Regions from separate parts of the Mus musculus genome. Here regions 2 and 3 are each linked to region 1. Evidence: chromatin contacts called from public Hi-C data. All regions are on one chromosome and are shown on one strand. Each heading gives the region's core, a stretch centred on a gene start, on an enhancer-like site or on the middle of the called end of the contact. The rest is flanking DNA. Distances are from core to core; before and after follow the strand shown. Region 1 overlaps 5031426D15Rik (RIKEN cDNA 5031426D15 gene). Region 2 has its middle 130 kb from the start of 5031426D15Rik. Region 3 has its middle 170 kb from the start of 5031426D15Rik.

What was found. A called contact is a pair of places that touch in the nucleus more often than the background predicts.
Region 2: a contact with region 1 is called in a Hi-C map of uterus, with 2.6 times the contacts expected there. The contact joins two enhancer-like sites. A contact is called at or near these places in 1 of 39 promoter capture datasets (hippocampal neurons), 4 of 484 Hi-C or Micro-C datasets (cerebral cortex, cortical neurons, forebrain and 1 more) and 1 of 9 other capture datasets (embryonic stem cells).
Region 3: a Hi-C map of uterus shows a contact between it and region 1, with 2.6 times the contacts expected there. The contact joins two enhancer-like sites. A contact is called at or near these places in 7 of 39 promoter capture datasets (the HPC-7 cell line, embryonic stem cells, hippocampal neurons and 2 more), 3 of 484 Hi-C or Micro-C datasets (the HPC-7 cell line, myocytes and uterus) and 1 of 115 datasets of contacts at active chromatin or transcription factors (fibro-adipogenic progenitors).

What each region holds. Positions count from the first base shown.
Region 1 is chr2:6,921,139-6,924,900 of GRCm38.p6, reverse strand. 5031426D15Rik (RIKEN cDNA 5031426D15 gene) reads left to right here. Exons shown (of 1, transcript NR_027890.1): 1 at 1-2,199. It also overlaps a transcript of Celf2 not described here. Among named protein-coding and RNA genes, the nearest start is that of 5031426D15Rik, 5.7 kb to the left of the region's middle. Within about 2 kb of position 1,425, at least 7 of the 459 cell types and tissues checked have an H3K27ac peak or open chromatin away from gene starts, as enhancers often do. A contact at or near this core is called in uterus, where this site is marked.
Region 2 is chr2:7,053,770-7,057,983 of GRCm38.p6, reverse strand. It overlaps a transcript of Celf2 not described here. Among named protein-coding and RNA genes, the nearest start is that of 5031426D15Rik, 130 kb to the right of the region's middle. Within about 2 kb of position 1,328, at least 42 of the 459 cell types and tissues checked have an H3K27ac peak or open chromatin away from gene starts, as enhancers often do. A contact at or near this core is called in uterus, where this site is marked.
Region 3 is chr2:7,099,704-7,103,884 of GRCm38.p6, reverse strand. It overlaps a transcript of Celf2 not described here. Among named protein-coding and RNA genes, the nearest start is that of 5031426D15Rik, 170 kb to the right of the region's middle. Within about 2 kb of position 2,299, at least 3 of the 459 cell types and tissues checked have an H3K27ac peak or open chromatin away from gene starts, as enhancers often do. A contact at or near this core is called in uterus, where this site is marked.

The sequences.
Region 1 (3,762 bases), core at 176-2,675:
AAAAAAAAAAACTAGCCACACGAGAATGCTTCTGTAATCCTATAACTGGAAAGCCAGAGAGACATGGGAGCCTGGAGCTCGTAGCCAGCTGTCTAAGAGACCATGTCTTAAACACTAAGGCAATGAATCATCAAGGAAGATACCCATGCCCTCTGGCCTCGACGTGCTAAAGATTTTATGTATATGAGTATACCATTGCTCTCTTCAGACACACCAGAAGAGGGCATCAGATCCCATTACAGATGATTTTGAGCCACCATGTGGTTGCTGGGAATTGAACTCAGGACCCCTGGAAGAGCAGTCAGTGCTCTTAAGCACCAAGCCATCTCTCTAGCCTCCTGCATTTGTTTTTAAAAATCTCCTTTTCTTCTGTTAGTTTTTTGTTTTTTTTTATTTTGTTTGTTTGTTTGGTTGGTTGGTTGTTTTGTTTTGTTTTGTTGCAATGCATGTATAGAAGAAAACAAAAAGCCCATGGAAGAGCTTGTGGTTCTCCCTTCCCTTTCTAGTGCGCAGGCCTCGTGGAGTCATGTGACTGACGTTTCCAGGGAAACAAGTCAAGATGGGGTACTGGGCACAAGTCCCATGTGTCCTTCCCTTCTCTGTTTTTCTAGAGTCTTTAATAAGGCTCTGAAGAGCTTTTAGAATCACCACTTGTTACAGGATAAATCACGATTTTGCCTTAAGAGGCTTTTATGCTTGACACAGCAGATAAAAAAGCATAACAGGAAATAACTTTTCAATAGCTGGCATGAGGAGATGAGAGAAAAAAATTAGGAGAAAATCATCTATCATCTCTTCCAAGTTCCCCGAAGGTCACTCACACCTTCCATGAGTGCCGGAATGGTTCCTGTTTCCTTCCGAGGCCATCTGTTGTCGATTTGCCTCCAGTCGTATTTAAACCCGAGGTAAAATAAACCAACTTGGTGAACCAAACAGATGAACTTTCCCTCTTTCCCTCTTTACGAGCAAATGCTGCGCTAATCAGTACTGACAAGAAAGGCCATAGACTGGGGAGATATCTCAGTGGGAAAGGGTTTCCTGTACAAGTCTGAACCCTGAGTTCAATCCCAAGACCCCGCCCCCTTTTCTTAAAAAAACCTTTTATGGGGTTGTACACTTAATCTCAGCGCTGGGGAAGCAGATAGACTGATCCACGAGACTTGCTGAATACCCCTCCTGGCCTATTCGGTGAGTTTCATGAATGACCCTGCTTAAAAACAAACAAACAAACAAACAAATAAAAAATTTGAAAAAGACTGGAGGTTGGACGGATAATGTCTCAGCAATTAAGAGCTCCGGCTACACTTTCAAGAGACCCAGGTCTCTAGAGAATGTCTAGAGTCCTTTTCTGACACTCCCATCCCTCGCCCTAACTGTTGTGTTAAGAGCAAATTTGGTAATGTCTATAAAAAGCGTTTTTATGTTGATCAAAATCTAGCATAAAAGAAATTGAAGCTATTTAGCCTGATGTTATCAGTGGCTAACAGGGTAGAGTGACCACTTCTGGAGGGTGATTTAATACTTTAAACCTTTAAAATGTCACTTAGGGCCCTGGAAAAGGTAATTTACCAAATGATACTTTTGTAACTTAAAAGAATTTAATGGCCACCTAAAGTGAGCAAATCATAGCCCTTGTTGTTTTGGGGTCAGGCCCATGGGAGGCCATGGTCTTTCAAACAGATGTGATTTTATGTCCTTTCAGAAAACAAGAAAAAAAAAAAAAAAAACTTGAGACTTCAAGAAAGCCTGGTACTTCTGATTTGTCTGGTGTGCATTTTTCTAACACATCTAAATAAAAAATAAAATAGTTCTTTAACTATTTTATCTGAATGTGACACTCTTTTCCATTGCTACTTTTGAAACAACACAATCATAAAATCTTCTAGGCAAAAGCAAGGTAGCACTTCAGATCACACAGTAATAATAGTAACCGTATATGTAGAAATGGGTTCTCACCCGCTACTTCATGGAATCAACTGAGATTTCAAAATAAGCAGACACTTTTTTCCTGGTCAGTGCAAAGAATTCAGCTGAACATGAAAAACAAAATAAAGCAACAACAACAACAAAACCTCTCTTACCTGGTGGTACAGGTATGGGTTAACGAGGAAAGCTTTGAATTTATTATCACTGATAATAAAACATCATATTTAAATATTCTATTAAATCTACCCAATACAATTCTTGGAATCTAGGGGGAAAAAAAAAACTAGAAGAGCATCTTACCTTTCTATCAACATTAATTATACATGTATAAGGGCAATTTTGAATCATATCCAAATAGACATAATGCAATGAATCTAGCCCTTCTTTCTTGAAGAACACATGGTACAGTTTGCTTAGCACAAATTTAATTATTTAGTATCCTATTGGTTTTCTGTTAACTCTATGTCTGAGTTTCTCCAAGTTAGTGAAAAACTCTTTAAAACCTTCAGGCCATACTTGGAGTTGTTTTTGAGCTAGACAGAATATCACTGCAGACACCCGGAGCAGCTGGGTGGCCTGTGAGCGCTGGACCTGAAGTTGATAGATACACCGAGTCCTAAACTTGAGCAGAGGATAAAATCTCCTGGGAAAGAAAAATAAGGCAGGAGCTGGAGCAGATGAGAAGAGTTTCCTGCCCACCACACATGTCTGACCTTGAGAAAAAGAGGGTATTTTAGGGGTTAAAACACAATTTGGAGTCTATCACCAGAACTTCCGCAGCAAGATATGGAATAGGGCTGATCATTTACATTTCCTATTCGCTCCCAGGTGTAGTGGTTGATCTTGTGGGCTTGGCAGGATCTAGAATCACTCAGGAGATGAAAATGACCAGGACTGCTGAGATGCAGAGACCTATCTAAAGTAGGGCCCGGGCATGAGTCAAAGGAAAGCGAGCTCCGCGGTGTTCGATGTTCTCTACTTCCTGGTTGTGGGTGTAATAGGATCAGCTTCCTCAAGCCCCTGCCAGCAGCACTTCCCAGCCATGATGGATTTATGCTCTCAATCTGAAGGGTCACCCTTTCTTACCTAAGTGGCTTTTGTCAGAGTATGTTCTCAGCAAGAGACAAGTCACCACGCCACTAGGTGGTATTGATGCCCTTGGTCCTCAGAGGACACTTAGAGAATCGTTGCATTAGGTTTGTGTTCTGTCTCCTCTGTGCTTTGTTTGCTAATATAAGAGATCTCTACTCAGTTTAAAACTTTTAAATTGAGATTTAAGGATCGAAGCCATTATTCACAGAAACAAACATAGAAAGTCGCTTAACGCTAAACTCGCAAGTTAAAAGACCTAAAAGAGATCAAGCTGAGCTCCAAATACATTAGGCCATGAATGAATAAGCCGAACTGATTAATGATAATAATAATAATAATTTTCTAAATGAGGCTGTACCCCACATCATTAGCACAGTTATTACCCAACATATGAATGAATCATATCGCAGTTTATTTGGGACTTTTTTTTTTAATGTGGAATTTTTTTTTTTTTTTTTTGCTGTCGATGGTGAAAAGCAATGCCAACAAATGTCTCTCTACCCAGAATTCACTCAAAGATTGTTCTATGGCAGTGTCCTTGTGGGTCCGAGTAATGGGGTTGCAGATGGCTTCAGGAGACTCGAGTCAGGTCCTCATGCCTGAGACACTTTACTCAATAAACCTTGGCAGTTACAAATACGTGCTGCCACCAACTTAGAGCAGATACTTGGGGCAGATAAGCAGGGAGAGAGGAAATTGTTAGGTCCATTTTGGATGTACCATGCATCTGTTTCCTTTGGCATA
Region 2 (4,214 bases), core at 79-2,578, 130 kb before region 1:
TGATTCATTCTATACAAACATAATTTATAGATATGGAGGGCCGGTGGTGCATTTTTTTAAAATCCATAATCATTTTATAAAGTTTTGGCTTAAATATCTATATTCCTTGCCAGAAATTTCTTATAAAAACCAACACACAAACAAACAAAACCTACCATATCAGATTTATATTTAAAATCAGCTTTGGGATAAAAGATGAAAGGAATTCTTCTGGGTAAAAACTTTTAAAATAGTCTTGGGTTGCCGAGCATCAAACCAAACCAGCATCTCATGAACTAAAAAGCCACACAGAGACGCTTGGGGGACTGCGGTCCAGTGACCCTGGCACAGATAAAGCTATGATTCTCAGCCCCTGTACTGGGTGATGCCTATGTTCTAACAAGGTCCCTCAGTGTTTCCAGCTATTGAGTCAGCTTGGGGCTCTTTCAGACAGCAGTCATGGCCAGCCCTTTTCACAGCACTTGTGTTTTCTGGAGCCCAACAGAAGGAAGGTGTAACCTGTTGCCCCTGTCCTTACTGTTTTTCTTCCCACCACTACCATTTCTTCAGTCTCTTTTCTTGTTTCCTCCTTTTCCTGTCTTGACATCAGCGTGGAAATATTCTTTAACTCTAACCAACTGAACACCAAGATACAGCCGTTGTATCTTGTTGAGTTTTATAAGATTCCTTTTGTTAAAATGCCTGGGTGGTGTTCAGCAATGGGAGTCTCGCCACTCAGATTCATAAAGGCAATTGAAAAGGTTTCCAAAGAGCAATATAAATCATGGGCTATTAAATACTATGGTTTTTAAAAAATCAGGAGGATATTGTGGGATTACAGTAATAATACAAACAGTATTTATTATGGATCGTTGGATTTGAGTTACAATATAATCATAGCTATTTTATTGAAATAGTTTTCTTCAGTGCTGGTCTATTTACTGAATTTTTTTTTTTAAAAAAATGAAACAGTTCATATAGTCGCCTTACAATGAAGTAAAGATCGACTCCTCATTTCCTGTTATTCTTCCTTACTTGCTTAAAGAATATATATATATATATAAATTTAATAGCTTACAATTCAGTGCTTACTTTTCTTTTTAAGTCCTTCCCACTCCTTATGCCCTGTGGGAAAGACTGAGGAAATAAAATAAAAGAGCTGTAGAAGCGAAGTCAGTCGAAAGTGAGCCCTCTCTGCTCCAATGGCCTCGGTGCTTTTCTGTATTATTCTTTGACACAGAGGGAATTCGCATAAAGAAAATAAGAGATTTATAATTCCCGTAATTTGCCTGGAAGCACACAGCTTCATACTTCCTGTGTGTTACTGCTTTCTGGTTGCCTAGCTGCGCAACACAAATATATTGCAAAACTTTTTTTTTTTTCAGCACAATTACACACATGTGTCAATGAATCTACTTCCCTAACTTCTTACAGAATGTGTTAAAAACAATAGATGTCAGCATGTCAGATTCCAAATTCCTCATTAAATCCCCCTTGGTTAACACAACATTTTGCTAAACACTAGGCTGAGAGAAAGATATGTAAAATATTCAAAAACTGGTAGGAATGAACAGTTATAGTATACTAGGGTTTTTTTTTCTTATTATTTTTTTCCTGAAAGCTTTAGAACAAAGAAAGGAATGTTCTTACATTCTGAAATGAGTTAAATTCCCAATTGTAAATTTCAAGTATGTTAGCATTGGTCCATAACAAATGGCCTAGTGTTTACTTCAGATGACATAATGGGTACCCTGAGAAACTTGAGTGTGATCCCAGATTCCCCATGTTTACCTCTTTGGGGTTATAAAGAGTAGCAGTGGTATTTCTGTACCAGAGATTGGGGGAAATTCTGTCTCTCTACATGAAACTGACTGATGTTGTCAGCTGCTGTGTGCCAGCTCCCGACACAGTCTGTTGGCCTGAAGAGCTGATTCAATAAATTCTAAAGGAAGGTGTTGAAACTAAGGCTGAGAATACAGGCTGGGGGCGGGGAGGGAGGTTTGTGTGTGTAGAACTTGCCACACAATCTTAAGAATCCGAGTTTAGATTCCCAGAATCAATGGTAGTGTTACACATCAGTAATCCAGCCCTCCTACAGTGAGATAGACAGAATTCCCAGAAGCTCGGGAGTCAGTTAGCCTGATGATGTGGGCAACAATCAAGGTAGAAAGCAAACATGGAGAGCTGGGGTTGACCTCTAACCTCCATTACAGTCTGCGGCATGTGGGCTCTGGCATGCAAACACATGTGAACATACATCACATGTACTTATATGCATATACAGAGGACAGAGATAGACAGACAGACGAGAGAGAGAGAGAGAGAGAGAGAGAGAGAGAGAGAGAGAGAGAGAGAAAAGTAAAGAAGTCTGAGGCTGTGCTCAAATCTCAGTATCCACTGAACTTGCTGTGCTCACAGCATATGTACGCGACAACTCGTCCTCCCGCCATGCATGGGAAGAGCCCACAGACTCATACGGTACACTGGGAATCCCTGGCAGAGCATGGAAAGCTGAACGCTACCTGAATCATCCGCCTCCTGCTATCGGTCTCCGAAGGGACACATAGTACTTAGCACATACTAGGTTTTAATAAATATGCATTAGGTGAGCAAAGACATGGAGAGCTTGCACAAATAGGTTCAGCTCAGGAATTCTAGAGCTACTCACAGATCTGAGTTTCCCTAGAGCCTTTCTTAAGATCCCATTGATAGCAGCAATAGCACAGGAATCATTCTCAAAAGCCAGAAAGGAGCCCAGTTCTGAGTTTCATATGAGGCCACAATAACGTCTCTCACTGACCCTGAACCTCACTAATTTGGTTAGACTGCCTAGCGACTAACTCCCAAGGATTCACCTGTTGCTCCCCTCCTCCCTACCCCAACCTCCACCCCATTCAGCTTCCTACTCCCAAAACTGAGGTCACAGATGTGTGCCACAGCTATGAGTGGCTTTTTAAATGTGGATGCTAAGGTCTGAACTTTACTGCCTGGGCTCTCTCGGCAGCTTCAAGAGCCTCAGCTAGTTACCAAGTACAGTTCTGATAACTAAACAGTGGAGAACGTGACCCTGTCTGTATGAGGATTCGGTCCACCGGAGCATCAGTGGTCCATCCCTTGGCAGCATAAACAATAGACAAGGTCAAGGGTCGACTGTTTTCAAGAACTTCTTGCTAAGGCTCAGAAGAGTTGCCTATCATGTCTCAATGCTTCATTTCAAGTGGAACTATTTAAATATACAACCTCTGAAAACAGACTTTCATCTGTTGAAATCAGAGAGGAGAGAAGATTTTAAAAAAACTCTAAGAACAGTAAAATATGAAATGTGTTAGTTATTAAAAATAGCTTTCTCAAAATATCAAAGAATTGTAGTAGGGTCTTGTATTGAAGTTCTCCGTGTCATCTGTATGAGCTAGCAGTATTTGAAATTTTTTACTCTTATGTACACAAAAGCGCTCTCTCTCTCTGTCTCTCTGTCTCTCTTTCTCTCTCTCTCTCTCCCTCTCTCTCTCCCTCCCTCTTTCTCTTTCTCTCTCTCTCTCTCTCTCTCTCTCTCTCTCTCTCTCTCTCTCTCCCTCTCTCTCTCTCTTTCTCTCTCTCTCTCTGTGTCTTTAAGTAAGTTTTGTGAAAAATAAGTTTAGCACAAGGAAACTGTAAACTTACTCATGAATTTGCAGATCTCCTGATCATCCATGGAGGTCAGAGGACAACTTTCAGAAGTGGTCCTCTCTTCCCACCATGTGGGATCCTCTCTGGTCTAAGGCATCTCCCAGACCCTTATACCTCAGATAAGGTGTCCTGTTATATTTAATCTCTTCAAAGAGAGGATTTTTAGGTTTGTGGCCAATTTATTCAGTCTGGCTAATGTACATAAATAGAGAGCAGGACTAATCCAATACCACAACAACTTTCAAAGACACAGATGCTTGATTCTGAACCATATGTGGAACGTTTCTTTACCGGTCATGTTCGTTAGGGTCTTGTTCAATTCGAGTTCTTTTTCCACAGCACCGACCACCTGACAGGAGAAAGAAGTTAGCCAGATTTCTTCTAGCTTCAGGCTAAGGCCAGGCGAAGAGGAAGAATGTGTTGTAAATAAGCTAGAAATGGGTGATTAGGTGCCAACTGTATTATCTCAAATGCTCCCACCCCATCCCCTGAAACTGGGAAGAAACAGCTTCAAGAATGCTGGTTGCCTTCAGTTCAAGACAATCAAGGTGCTTTTAGAAGGGATGAGT
Region 3 (4,181 bases), core at 1,050-3,549, 180 kb before region 1:
ACATGTGCTTATTCTTCTGATGTAACGCTTAGCATGTTCCATTAGTGAACACCAAGCTCCTAGGAAGATATAGGTCTTGCGACTTGACCAGCAAGCTGAAGTTGAGCTTAGTGAGCATGCCTCTGGTTGTTCTTCGAATAGATTTTATATTAGAACTATGTCCTAGTCTATTTTAAGTTACAGATTATATTCACATTAATATCATATTGGTAGTGTGTTAGTGTTGTCTGGGAGGTGTTTCTAAAAGTATTAGCAATACAGAATTGTGTCTTTACACCTGGTCTTTCTGATAACTTTGGCAACATTATTTTCCTATAGTGCTAGAGACAAAACTCAGGGCTTCATGTTTCCTAGACAGGTACTCTGTTGAGCACCAGGCCTCACCCTGGTAAAAGTTTTGAAGGATTTTCTTTAAGTATTATCCCTGACACTCAATCACCCAGGAAATATTTGTTGAGCATTTACTTTGGACTCTTTTCAGTACTGGAACTACAGCTAAGGTCCCTGAATCCGAGATCTCTGTATTAGCTGAGAAAAAGAAAAGTGTACAATACATACAGACAAATAAATGAATGTACAAATGTACAGAGCAGGAAGACACTACAATGAAGCTAAAATAGGACATGTGTTACCTGTAATAATTTACATGTCTAACTATTGCATGTTACATGTTTGAGATTAAATGCAATCTCAAGCTTACAGTTTGAAAGTGTTACCATTTGAGAATAAAATGTCCTTCCAAGGGTTCATGTGTGTAAACACCTGGTCCCCATACGTTGGCTCTGGCTTAGGAGCCTTTAGGAGGTGAGACCTGGCTAGTAGAGGCCCTTCACTGAGAGCGGGCCTTTGAAGCTGTAGTCAAGCCTGCTCTGGTTTTCCTCTCTGCTTCCTGATGTGTAAAAAGCTGTGCTACAATGTCCTGCCACAGCAGACAGGGACGTTCCCAGCCACTGTACCTTGTCCACCATGAGGAATGGTGTCCCCTCCTCCTTACAGTTACTAGTAAAACGGTGGATGCATACAGCGACAGTGAGTCTGCGTGGCATTGCTTTCTCCAGTTGTTCAGGGATGTGCTCTCAGGTGAATCAATTTCTAAGTTAAGACTTGGAGCATAAGAAGGGAGACTCAGGGAAGGGGCTGCTTCAAAGACCCTGCCATAGGAATGACCCTCTAACGTCTGCAAGATAGAAAGGAGATGCCCATGACCTCAGAGATTGGAGGGAGGAAGCAGGGAGCTATGGAATTCCAGATAGACAAGGGTCAGGATGGGGGGCCTTCTAGGCCATGATGAACTTTATCCTAAAATTATGAGTTTATTCTAAGAAGCACGTCACAGCTGGAGGGTCAAAGAATAACTATAAGAAAGAACAGTTCACAACTGGGCGAAGGATGGTTCTCTGTGTCCCCTTAGCTCTGTGATCAACTGCCATCTGGCTCGTGCTGTCTTTGCTCTTCTGATAATGATCCAGCAAAGGTCAACATGTCCATGGTGAGCTTGGGTCTTCTGTACTCTGTTTTTCCTCAGTGTCGATCAGCCCAGCTGCCTACACTTCTTCTGTGGGTATGCTTTTTCCTTGAGTTCCATATTATTGCCAGTTCAAAGCTCTCTCTTCAGTCTCCTTCATAGGCTTCTCTTTGCTTTCCGTGGTAAGTGCTCTGCAGTAAAATGTTTTTAACCTTCATTTCTTTTTACTTCACATGCAACAAGACCAGGCAAATTACTTCTACACTATAGTACTTCCATATGCTAATGATATGCTAATGATGCTCATCCTGCAGGTTCATCCCAGGTCTCCATCCTAAGCTCTGTGTATATGGCTGTCCCATCTGCCACCTTTACAAAGATGTCTCTGGGTACTACAAATTCAGCAACTGCCAGACTGAGTCCATAAGCATCACTCCAAAGCTGGCCTCTCAGCCTGTGCTCCCTGACTTAAGAAGTGTACCGTATATAGTATGTTGATCAAGCTAGGAACCTAGATCTCACACCTGCCTCTCTCGCTCACTCTGCATTATTCAGGATCTTTCTACCTTCCCAAGTCGTTTTTGCTCAACTGCCTTTCCTCTCTTCCCGACACAACTGCATCAAGATCTTCCCTCACCCCTTACAGGTGACAGTGGCACACTCTTTAACTTGTTTTCTTACCCCAGACCCACTTCTTTGCTGTCCGTGTCTCATCTTACAACTAGGACAATTATTTCTAACATGCTAAACTTTGTTTTCTCCCTGCTTACATTCCTCAGTGGTTAGTTATCGGCCCTAGCCCTCAAAGTGCCAAACATGATCTTGTAGTCCTCCATGATCTGGTTCCGCCTGCCTCTGTTTCGAAACTGATTTCTCGTACCTCTCTGTAATCATACATTCAACCCTAAGGAACTAAAAAACCATTTGATGCTTCCTGCCAGGACTATGTCTCCTTTTTCTCAGAGCTCTTTGCTTATAAGGCATTGGGATCACACATCATTCCTACTTGACAGGTCTATGGCTTTGTTTCCTGTTTAAATTCTACAAAAAACAAGACAAAAGCCTGCCTCATGCAGCTGGTTCAGAGGTTAAGAGTTCTTGCTGCTTTTAAGAGAACCAGAGTTGGATTCTAGCACCCAGGTAGCTTGTGACCACCTGTAACTCCAACACCAGGAAGTTAAAGTCTTTTTCTTACTTCCACACACAGAGGTACACTTTCATATACATAATTAAAAATAAAATAAATCTATTTTTAAAGAAGAATGACTTCCGATAGCACAAGTAGATTCAAGATGGGTGAATTCCACTAATCACTTTCAGAAGGACAACGGAACTACAGATGAATTCAACTGGCCAGAGAGCTGGGGTATTAGTTCCTTGTTTCATTGCCCTGGCAAAATACCTGGCAAGAAGCAATTTAGTAGTGAAAGATATATCAGAGGTCAAGGGAATTCAGTCCATCCTGGCATGCAAAGTACAGAGTGAAAGGCAGCTGGTCACACCATGCCCAGTCAGGAAGCGGAGAACGAGCAGGAAGTAGGGCCAGTTATCAAACCTCATAGTGTGTCACCCATAGTGGCCCAGCTCTACCAGCAAGGCATCGATCGCCTCCTAAACATCCCACAACGCTCCAAAGCACTGCCATCTACCGGAAACCACATGTTCTGAGACATGAGCCTTTGGGGAATAGTTCATATTTAAAACCTAATAGTGAACAAGGAATGTGAGGCCAAGTTCCACTTTCATAGTCTAAGGCAGAATGATGTGATGGCAGATGCCATGATCCTATGGAGGGAAACAATCATCCTAGAGGAACCACATAGGCAAGAGTATAAGGCAATCAGCGCTTTACCCCTTCTGTATCCAAGCAGACACACAGATGAACAGCTGTCTCAAGCACTGGGTAACCCTCCTGCCCACAGATCTTAGTAAACTGTAAGTTCCCAGAGCCTAGCCTAGGAAAAGGAGCAGAGACATGTGTTGTTAGACTTAAGGGAAAATTCTGTGAGACTCTTTGGTGATAGGAGTATAAAGTTATTGAAGTTAAAAGAAAAGGAGTTTTGCACCTGTGAGTTGTGAGCCTCATTTTTATAGCACCCCCACCCCCAAAAAATCATTCCATTTTCTCTAATGAAACTATAAATGCTTTATGGTAATATGTTGCTAGCAGAAGGCTAGTCACAGGTAAACAGTGGAGCAAAAAGGGAAGCCAGCGAGAGGGGTTAGTCAGTATGGTGCTTGCTGCAAATGAGTGACAATCTGAGTTAGTTCCGAGGACCTACATTGTACAAAGGAAAACTGAACATGGTATTGTTTTTCTCTCATCTCAGCACTGAGGACCTAGAGATAGGAGTATCCGGAGTTACCTGCGCAAGCCTATCCAAATCAGTGAGTTTCAGACCCAGCGAGAGGCTGCCTTCGAAAATATAGTAGACAGTGAATGAGGAGGGCACCAAACATGAACCTCTGTATGCACACACAGGTACACACATGTATATACACACATATGTATACACACAAGCACACACACATGTACACACACACAGAGAGATCAGACATACACTAAGTACTTGTTACAATGTATCTGTAAAGAGCCCAGTAGGTAGTGTGCATTTAACCATGAGCCTTCTTCATTCATTCTTGTTCGTGTGTGCATGTGAGTGTGTCTGCATATGTATATGTGAGTATATAGGATGCATATGGAGGTCAAAGGATA